Regions from separate parts of the Arachis hypogaea genome. Here region 2 is linked to region 1. The links are chromatin contacts, called in public Hi-C maps. All regions are on one chromosome and are shown on one strand. Each heading gives the region's core, a stretch centred on a gene start, on an enhancer-like site or on the middle of the called end of the contact. The rest is flanking DNA. Distances are from core to core; before and after follow the strand shown.

Region 1 (4,345 bases), core at 1,247-3,746:
CACAACATATTAGTTATATAATAAAAATTAACTACTAAATTAATTATTTGTGTAAAATATACAATAACTGATTTAATAGTTAATTTTTATGTGTACAAAATGTACATAACATTTTGGATTAAGTACAATTTTAATTTCTAAAGTATAAATTGAAAATTTTTTTTATCTTTAACCTTTTTTTCATATAAAATTACTCCTAAAATTTAATTTAATTTTAAAAATTTTTTTATCTAATTTTTAAATTTTATTATCAAATTGTTCTTGACAAAAAATATTATAAAATAAAAAAAGGAAAAAAATGGATGAGAGGAAGAAGGAAATCACGCAAGGAGGGGAGAAGAAGGAAGGGGAAGGAGGGAGGGATTCGACGCCATTCTTCTTCTCCTTTTCCCTACCACAGTATCGCCGCACGTCTCTTTACCCTCCTCCCTCTTATCCCTTTTGCGCTAGCTCCGTCGTGGCGAACCCTCTGTCCCCCTCTCCGCGAACCCAAAATCCCCCGACCCTAGTGCCACTGTCGACACTCAGGCCCCCACGCTGTCACTCTTCTTCGTTCTTTCCCAATCTAACCGTTCACCCTTTCTCGTCCTCAGTTTTCTCATTGAACAGAGAGCATCAAAGCCGGCCTTTTTTTCTCCAACAAGCTGTTAGGAATGTCACCATCTTCATCAGCTTTTTTCTTACTGAATCAGATACAGAGGACAACCCCTGTTCCACCTCCACCAGCAGCGGTCAACACTATCGCTGCAACTCCACCTATTCTATTTCTGTTTCTTTTATTAATTACATTGTTAGATTTATTGATTTTGTTAATCATATTGTTGTTGTTGGCTCTGATTCTATTTTGATTGATTCTATTGTTCTTCTACTTCTAATTCTGATTTCATTCTTTTACTTGTGATATTTTGCAAGTTGAAATTTTATTTTTGATTTTTTGATATTGATTAGTTGAAATTTTGTTGTTACTGCTGAAATTTTAGTTGAAGAAGACGAAAAAGAAGAACCGATGTTGTGATGAAGAAGAAGAAAATGAAGAAAAAAAAAATAAAAACCGAGTATTTTAGTAAAAAAGAAGAAGAATATTATGGTCCGAAAAATAATTTTAAAACTAAATTAAATTTTAGGGACGATTTTGTATGCCGAAAAAGATTAAAAATAAAAAAAATTCAATTTATATCTTAAAAACCAAAATCGTACTCAACTTTAATTCTTTTTATAAACAAATTTACCGTGAAATATTTGATTATTTAAACGATTAATTAGTTTATTAGAAAAATAAATGAAATAACATATATAAATATAAACAAATGCATAATATTTTATTGGTAATTAATTCTTTTATGCATATAATATGTTTATATTTTTTATCAATAAATTCAAATGTCAAAAATTAGAAAAGAAACCAAGTTCAAAATTAAATAGAAGAGCAGGTTCAAAAAATAAATAAATAAATAAATAGAAGAGTAGTTGAGTAGTTGACTTAGAGTTGGAAAATAGACTGTTTCTAGGAAAAAAAAAAAGGAGTAATTAATTGTCAATAGGCGAGATTCTCCTGCCATTCAATTTCGGATTTTCAGTTGACACATTTGATATTTCTTTCCTGTAACTCTCCTTCTTCCATATTTCATTCAACTCCTCTTAAATATATCTAACAGATTAATTGATATGTCAAATTAAGAAATATTTTAGATAACTAAATTCAACTCATCATAAATAATAAACAAAATAATAATCATATGAAACACACAACAACGACAGCTCCCTTTCTTGTATTTATATGCCATATTCATTCATCTATATTATATTTGAATTAAGAATTGACACGTCAATCTTTTTCTAATAATAAAAAAATAAATCCTTAATTTTCAATCTCCAAAAAAAATTATTAAATTTAATTACAAATACACTTTTTATTTTTATAAACTAAAAACATAGATATTTTCGTACTGAATTGAAATTATCATTAAAAAAATTTGTATCCTCTATTTACAAAAATAATGATTTATTTGTAATTTAATTTGTGGAAGAATTTATTTGTCTTCTTAATAAAAATAAGATAGCGTTTGGTGGAGAGATAAAAACGAAAAAATTGAAACAGCAAAAATTAAGATCGAAAGACAGAGACTAAAAAATAAATATTGAAATAAATTTTTGTTTGGTGCAAAGTAGAAGACAGAAATTAAAATAAGAATAAAATTTTAATTTAATTTGTACAAAAATTTTGATCTCTAAAAATTTTAATCTCATGTATTCCTATTTTTTGAAAGTATTAAAATATTAAAATTTTAAAAATTAAATAACAATTTTAGTACCAAACCAATAAATATAATACCAAATTTTAATCTCTCAATTTCTATTTCAATCTCTCAAAACAAATGCTAGGTGAAGGACTTATTTACCTCCCTCTCTAATAAAAATAAAACAGAGTTTTATTTATAAAATTATAATTAAATTAGATTCGTGTATATAGTGACAAAAAAAAAAAAATTAGATTCGTGTATGTGTAATAATGATAAGTGAATGGGAATGTGATTCCTCTCTCTCTATCACACACACTTTCTTTTCTTCCTCCCCCTCTATTGGTTGTGATTGTGAGTGAGTGTTGTTTCTACGTCTCTGTAGAGAGGTAGAGAATAGAAGAGAAGAGAAGAAAGAAACAAGGGGAATCACATTGTTCTTGTGCACGTGCTCATGCAGGCGTAGCCTCCTTATAATAAATCTTCTTTCTTTTTACTTCTTTCCTATTTTTGGTTTATTTTTTTGTTTCTTCATTTCTGTGTTCTTGTTCTGACTTAGAAAAAAACACACTCCCCTCCACCTGTTTGTAGAAAGTCTCAAATCAAACCAAAGCACCCTTTTTTGCTTCTCTTTAGGGGATTTTCAGATTGGATTGAATTGAATTGAATTAAATTGAGCTGTTCATCAAGGAAAGAAAAGAAGAATGGGAACTAGTGTTGGGAGGTTTCTAATGATGTTGCAGAATGAAGGGGCAGTTGGAAGTGGAGGAGGTGAATCAGTGTTAGACTCAATCAAGATTGCAGTGTTACCAATAGCAAAGGTGTTCACCATGTGCTTTTTGGGGTTCCTCATGGCTTCAAAGTATGTTAACATCTTACCTGCTTCTGGGAGGAAGCTCTTGAATGGGGTATATATGTCTTTTCTATTCTCTTGTTTTTTAATTGCTCTATCTGTTGAATTGTTCTGTGTTTGCATCAATCATTATGAGTTTGGATACTGGTGTCAAAGACCAAAGCAGAAAAAAATGAAATTGAATTCTCCTTTCGTTTTCATTGTCTTTCTCTTTGTCTCACCCAATTTTCGGTTGTTGTAGCTTGTCTTTACACTATTGCTACCCTGCTTGATATTCTCTCAATTGGGACAAGCTGTTACCCTGGAGAAGATGCTAGCCTGGTAGGTGACAAATAAATAGTACTCAATTTACTCTCCCACCTTAAATTTTGTTATTTATTGTTATGTGATAAATCACACTCACTACCGACACACATCATCAATTATTTGAGCTCTGATTTTTTTGCAGGTGGTTTATTCCAGTCAATGTTGTGCTGAGTAGCATATCAGGCTCAATAATTGGTTTTATTGTCGCCTCCATCATCCGCCCCCCATACCCTTTCTTCAAGTTTACAATTGTACATATTGGAATAGGTAATCAAATAGTTCTTTTTATGCTCTCTGTCTTTTTTTATCTGCACTTCTGATTATGATGACATGAGAGTCAGGACTGAATGTTGTAAAGAAAAGCAATAGAGGAATATAATTTGCAGGAGTGAGAGTTTTGTTCCGGTTGAGCGGATGCTTTAGATCATAAGGTTAGGAATTTGCATTATAGAGAAAGTCGGGATGGATATATTTTGAAAAGGGTAGTGTAATTTTACCTTACGTGGTTTTGTCATAAGTAAATTAGATTTATAGAAACCAAGTATGAAGAATAGTTTACATGGGGGGCAACGTACTGGGTTGACCAATATGCTGGTAGGGTTGTAGAGAAAAAAAAAGTTATGAAGAAAACACATTGCAATTGTCGCTACAAACTATAATCAAATATGGCAAACAATGGCGTTGTTTAATTCATACAACCGACCTTACTTGGTGGAAAAAAAACGAACTTTTCTTGTTATACTTCGATTGACATCTAAATCATAAGAGAAGGAATGAATGATTGATTTGTTATAATTGTTTACAATAAAATTTAAGAGCAGATATGTTGATTCTGTGTTTTATATGTTGGGTTTTTCTTGTGTTAAATTTAATTATATCGCTGCAAATTCCTATACAGGGAATATTGGGAACGTGCCGCTTGTCCTGATTGCTGCTTTATGTCGAGACA
Region 2 (4,690 bases), core at 1,440-3,939, 160 kb before region 1:
TCTCCAAGGTTTTTACGAGTTGTATTCTTCTTTTTTCTTTGTCTCCTTATCCATATCCCGATCTTGGTAGGGAGGTTTGGCCTTGGGACTAGATCTCTAAGTTAGGAGTTCTCCTCCATGTTGATATACTTCTCTGCCCACTTTTGTACTTTATATAAAGAGGTCGGATGCCGCTTTGATATGGATTGAGAAAATGACCCTTCTCTAAAGTCATTAGCAAATCCCATTATTACTACTTCAGGAGGCAAATTCTGTATTTCTAAGGAGACTTTGTTAAACATTTCCATGTAAGTTCGGAGAGTCTCTCCGATTTCTCATTTTACCTATAAGAGACTTGGAGCATGTTTGACTTTGTCCTTATGAATTGAGAATTGGATAAAAAACTTTCTTGTCAGATCATCAAAGCAAGTCACTGACCTGGACGGTAAGCTATCGAACCACTCTATTACTGCTTTGGTTAATGTTGTCGGAAAAGCCTTATAACGAGTCACATCGAACGCATCGGCCAGATATATCCTACTTTTGAAATTGATGAGGTGATGCCTTAGGTCAGTCGTTCTTTCAAAGAGATCCATGTCGGTGGATTTTAAAATTACTTGGGACCCTAGCCCGCATGATCTTTTCTATGAATGGATCTTCTCCTCGAAAGGGTTTTTTTGTCATTCCGCATTGTTGGTCTGATTTCATAAATCAGCTTCTAATTTTAGAAGCTTTTCCTCAAGTTCCCTTCTACGTCGTACCTCCTTTCGCAGATCTCTTTTGGCTTTCCTTTGTTGCTCGATCTTCTATTTGAATTGCACCAACTAGCCATGATGTCCGTGTACGAGTCCCATGATCTCAGTTGGGTGTGGAGGTTCTTCGTTTTCATGTGGGTATACTTCTGACTGCAGTCATCTGCTATGAGAATTTCGTGATGTTCCTTCTCCATTAGGATTACTTGATCCTTCTTGTCGTGGGGGTATCATAAGGGTTTGGTCATCGTTACGAGGTTCTGACTCAGACTCGGATGCAGTGTGTCTGTCTTCAAATTGCTCGTTAAGTTAGCAAAAGGCTTTAGGCAGGATTTTAGTAGATTAGATTCTCAATGTATTTGAGGGTGACAGTGTATTTATAGTAGAATAGATAACCACTTTTTAGTGTAATTCCACTTTTGATGGTGAATAATGGTTCCCTTTTTCTAGAAAAATTATTGAGATATCCCTTTTAGATAGATGGGAGATATCTTAGGAGTTAGTTACTCATTCAAATAAGTAGGACTGGGTTGGTTGTCATTGCGCCCGACCTATGTGAAGTCGGGCAGGCGTGGGGGAGACACGATCTCTTAAATGGACCTTTATTCATTTTGGGCTTAGTTATTTTGTGGGTTAGGGTATGAATACTACTAAAATGATATTTAAAAATTTATATTATTGAAAAAATTCTAAAAGATATGAAAAATAAAAAAATTACAAAATATTTAAAATTATGACAAAAAACAATAAATTAAATATATATTCTTAAAAAGATATTAGAAATAAAATTTTGATGTGATTTATTATGAATATAAATAGAAAAATCAAACCTTTTCAATTTAGAGAGAGAGATGATTATATTTTATCATATAACGATAATTTTCATGTTGCGTAATTAATTTTTAACCCAATTTTTAATAATTAAAAATTAAATAATTAAAATTATTAAATGTCGAATATTTTGAATTTGATCAATTTTGTTTTATTAATCAATTATGAATTTAAAATTAAATTTGAGTAAGAAAATAAAAAATTATTTTAAATTTTATCTCACTAATCAAAATTAATTCTAAAAAATAAAAAATTATTTTGTACATTATATTATATTGTAGTATAGTGTCGTTATTTTTTTAATGATAATTATTGCTAAATAAAATGGTGTAAAAAATTAGAAGAAAATATATTTACTAATACAAAGGGATAATAATTTATTTTTCAATAGAATAATAAATTATTGAGTTATGGTTTGTCTTCCCACAAACATTACTCAATGATGGTATTCTAGTAATGTTTTCAAAAAATATTAACCAATTTAAACTTTTGTAGTAGTATAACTGTATAAGTCTACAAGTTTAAAAGCTTGAAAATTATGTTATAAAATGTGAAATTTTAACTAGTACTAACATTGATGATATTATTGATGATATTATTTTGATTTCAAAAATGAATATGATACCAATAAATGAAATTATTCATTCTAACTAAATTTTAACAAAGACAAATCTTTGTAAATATTATTATTGATGAGTAATTGTTCTACTTAAAGACAAATACAATTTTTTTCTGTGGTATTTTCTAACTCGATAGACCTTAAGGAAAAATAATATTTTTTTTAGATATGTTTTAACTCGACTGACGAAGGAATGGATGAATGAGATGACCAATCAACTAATCTAAATTAATTTAGACAACACTAATTATTTTGAATGTTTTTAACATTAAAAATCATTAAACTTTGATTTTAATTTTAATTTTATAAAATATTTATAGTGATAATTATGATATATTTTTTCATTTAATTCTCTTTAACAAAATTTTTTTATATATTTTTATGTATTAGGCGTGTAAGATACCGGAATATATATTAGTTTAGGGTTAAAAAGTAAATTGTGAATTTTTAATATTAAAAATTAAATATATTAATTCCGAATAAAACGACGTCGTTTTGTTTATTTAAAAAAAAAAACAAAACAAAAGCAGAACCATTCGTGAACCACCCCCCGCCCCTCTTCTTCCCCCAATCATTCGTGCACTCCCTGGAGACCTCTGAAGCCAAGGAAAACCCTAGCCCTTCTCCCTCTTCCCCGTGTCGTTTTCATCTTTCTCTTCCCCAGGTAGCTCGGGACGTCGTTTTCATCTTCGCTGGCTTCTCGGCTCGGAACCCAGGTTAGTGGCCCTGCTTTCAATTCTTCGCCTCCGCTTCTTCCTTTTAATTTCTGAATGTTCGGTCTTCTTCTTCGTTTGAAGTTCTGAAATTGTTCCATTTTTGTTCCATTTTTCTTGTAATGTTTTGTAAATTGTAATTGTCTGCTGCTGATGGATCTGTCTTGTATTTGCTGGTTGCTGATGGCTGTAATTTTTTTTTTCAAATTTACTGATGGCTTGATGGCTCTGTTAGTCTGTTGCTTTCAATTCTTTGCTCTTTTACTGATGGCTCTGTTACTGATGGCTCGATGGCTCTGTTAGTTACTGATGGCTCTTAATTTTTTTGTTCAAATTTACTGATGGCTTTGTTTGTAGTTGCTGGTTTTGCTGGGTGAAGGTTTAGTGTTTTGTGATTATTGGTTAATGTTTTGGTTTAGTGTTCTCTCTTTTCCAGATTTCCCTTCTCCCTGTATTTCTGCATGTTGCTGAATTGGTAATCAATAAATTTTCCTTTTTGCTGTAAATCGGGACTTTACTAGGATTTGTTAAATTTGTTGCTGTAACTTGAATTTGTTGCTTCCCACTCACAGAATCAGAACAGATTGCTCAGTCAGTGCTTGATTGATTGGCTTTGCTCACTGATTGTATTTGATGATAAATTTTAAATTGTTAACTTTTAAATTTTAAATTTGCACTGCCTATGTTACTGATTCACTGTTCTTTCAGTGCTTTTCGTTGTTGTTAATCATTGTGATGAGCTTTGTTAAAATTTGCACTGCCTATATTACTGAGTGTTCCTTCGGTGCTTTTTGTTGTTGTTAATCATTGTGATGAACTTTGTTAAAATTTGCACTGCCTATGTTACTGATTCACGGATTCATCCCTCTCGTTATTATCATTGGCATGAACTCCGAACCAAAACCCCAACTTTCTGGATAAAATTGTAACGAAAGCTGATTGGGACTTTTTCTTCTACCTAAGGTATGAATCAGAATGATGAGGCCAAGTTGTGAATATACAAGTGTCGACGGACTATAATATATATTGAGTTTGTGACATTAGAAGGGTGTAATAATAACAATAATGGAGTCATGTTATTTGAATATTGAGGTTTAACATTTAAACTCTCAGCTTCTCAGCCCTGTTTGATTCTTCATCTCAGGCAATTGAATCGAATCAACCAGGCGTTCCTTTTCTTTTTCTTTTAGTTGATTCTTAATTTTTCTAATATATGTAACTTTCTGAATCAAGTGGATCAGATTATGTAGTTTTCTTGATTTGGGATATTTTGGAGACGCAATAGAAGAGCTATTTTATTATTATGTTTGCTATAATAATATTCACATGTTCTGTATGCTTGTGATTGTTTCGGTGTTTACATTTTCTTTCCAAGTCACTTGCTGTGGTTGTTCTTTCCAAGTCATATTGGTTTTGGTGATCTAAACACGTAAGAATTTAGTGGAACAAAATATTGATCCAAAGTCATATCTTTGTTTTCTGCAGCAGTTCTTCTAAGTACTGTACCCCTATCCGTTGAGGTACACTCTCTTCCTCTGTCTTTGATTCTTATCATCTAACGAACTAGTAATTGCAAACCTCAAATTCTCTTATTATTATTTTATTAAAATTGTGTTAGTAATTTGATTTGGAAGGGGTTGGGTTGGGTTTGGTTGGTTTTCATATGAATTAGGGTTTGTTGAAAGAAGAAAGGAGATGTCGTACCTGTTGCCGCACTTGCATTCGGGATGGGCGGTGGATCAGGCGATTCTTGCGGAGGAGGAGCGTCTCGTTGTCATCCGCTTCGGCCATGATTG

What was found. Hi-C and Micro-C count contacts between places; a contact is called where the count stands out from the background.
Region 2: a contact with region 1 is called in a Hi-C map of leaf, with 3 times the contacts expected there. The contact joins the promoter of LOC112797270 here to the promoter of LOC112797268 in region 1. A contact is called at or near these places in 3 of 8 Hi-C or Micro-C datasets (leaf and an unstated tissue).

Annotation. Positions count from the first base shown.
Region 1 is chr4:111,031,168-111,035,512 of arahy.Tifrunner.gnm2.J5K5, reverse strand. It overlaps LOC112797268 (protein PIN-LIKES 6), which reads left to right and starts at 2,496. Exons shown (of 10, transcript XM_025840115.3): 1 at 2,496-3,145; 2 at 3,332-3,411; 3 at 3,539-3,663; 4 at 4,295-4,345. The coding sequence starts at 2,942.
Region 2 is chr4:111,193,355-111,198,044 of arahy.Tifrunner.gnm2.J5K5, reverse strand. It overlaps LOC112797270 (thioredoxin-like protein YLS8), which reads left to right and starts at 2,689. Exons shown (of 4, transcript XM_025840117.3): 1 at 2,689-2,897; 2 at 4,380-4,414; 3 at 4,567-4,690. The coding sequence starts at 4,590. LOC140184214 reads right to left here and starts at 575. Exons shown (of 2, transcript XM_072234521.1): 1 at 418-575. The coding sequence starts at 575.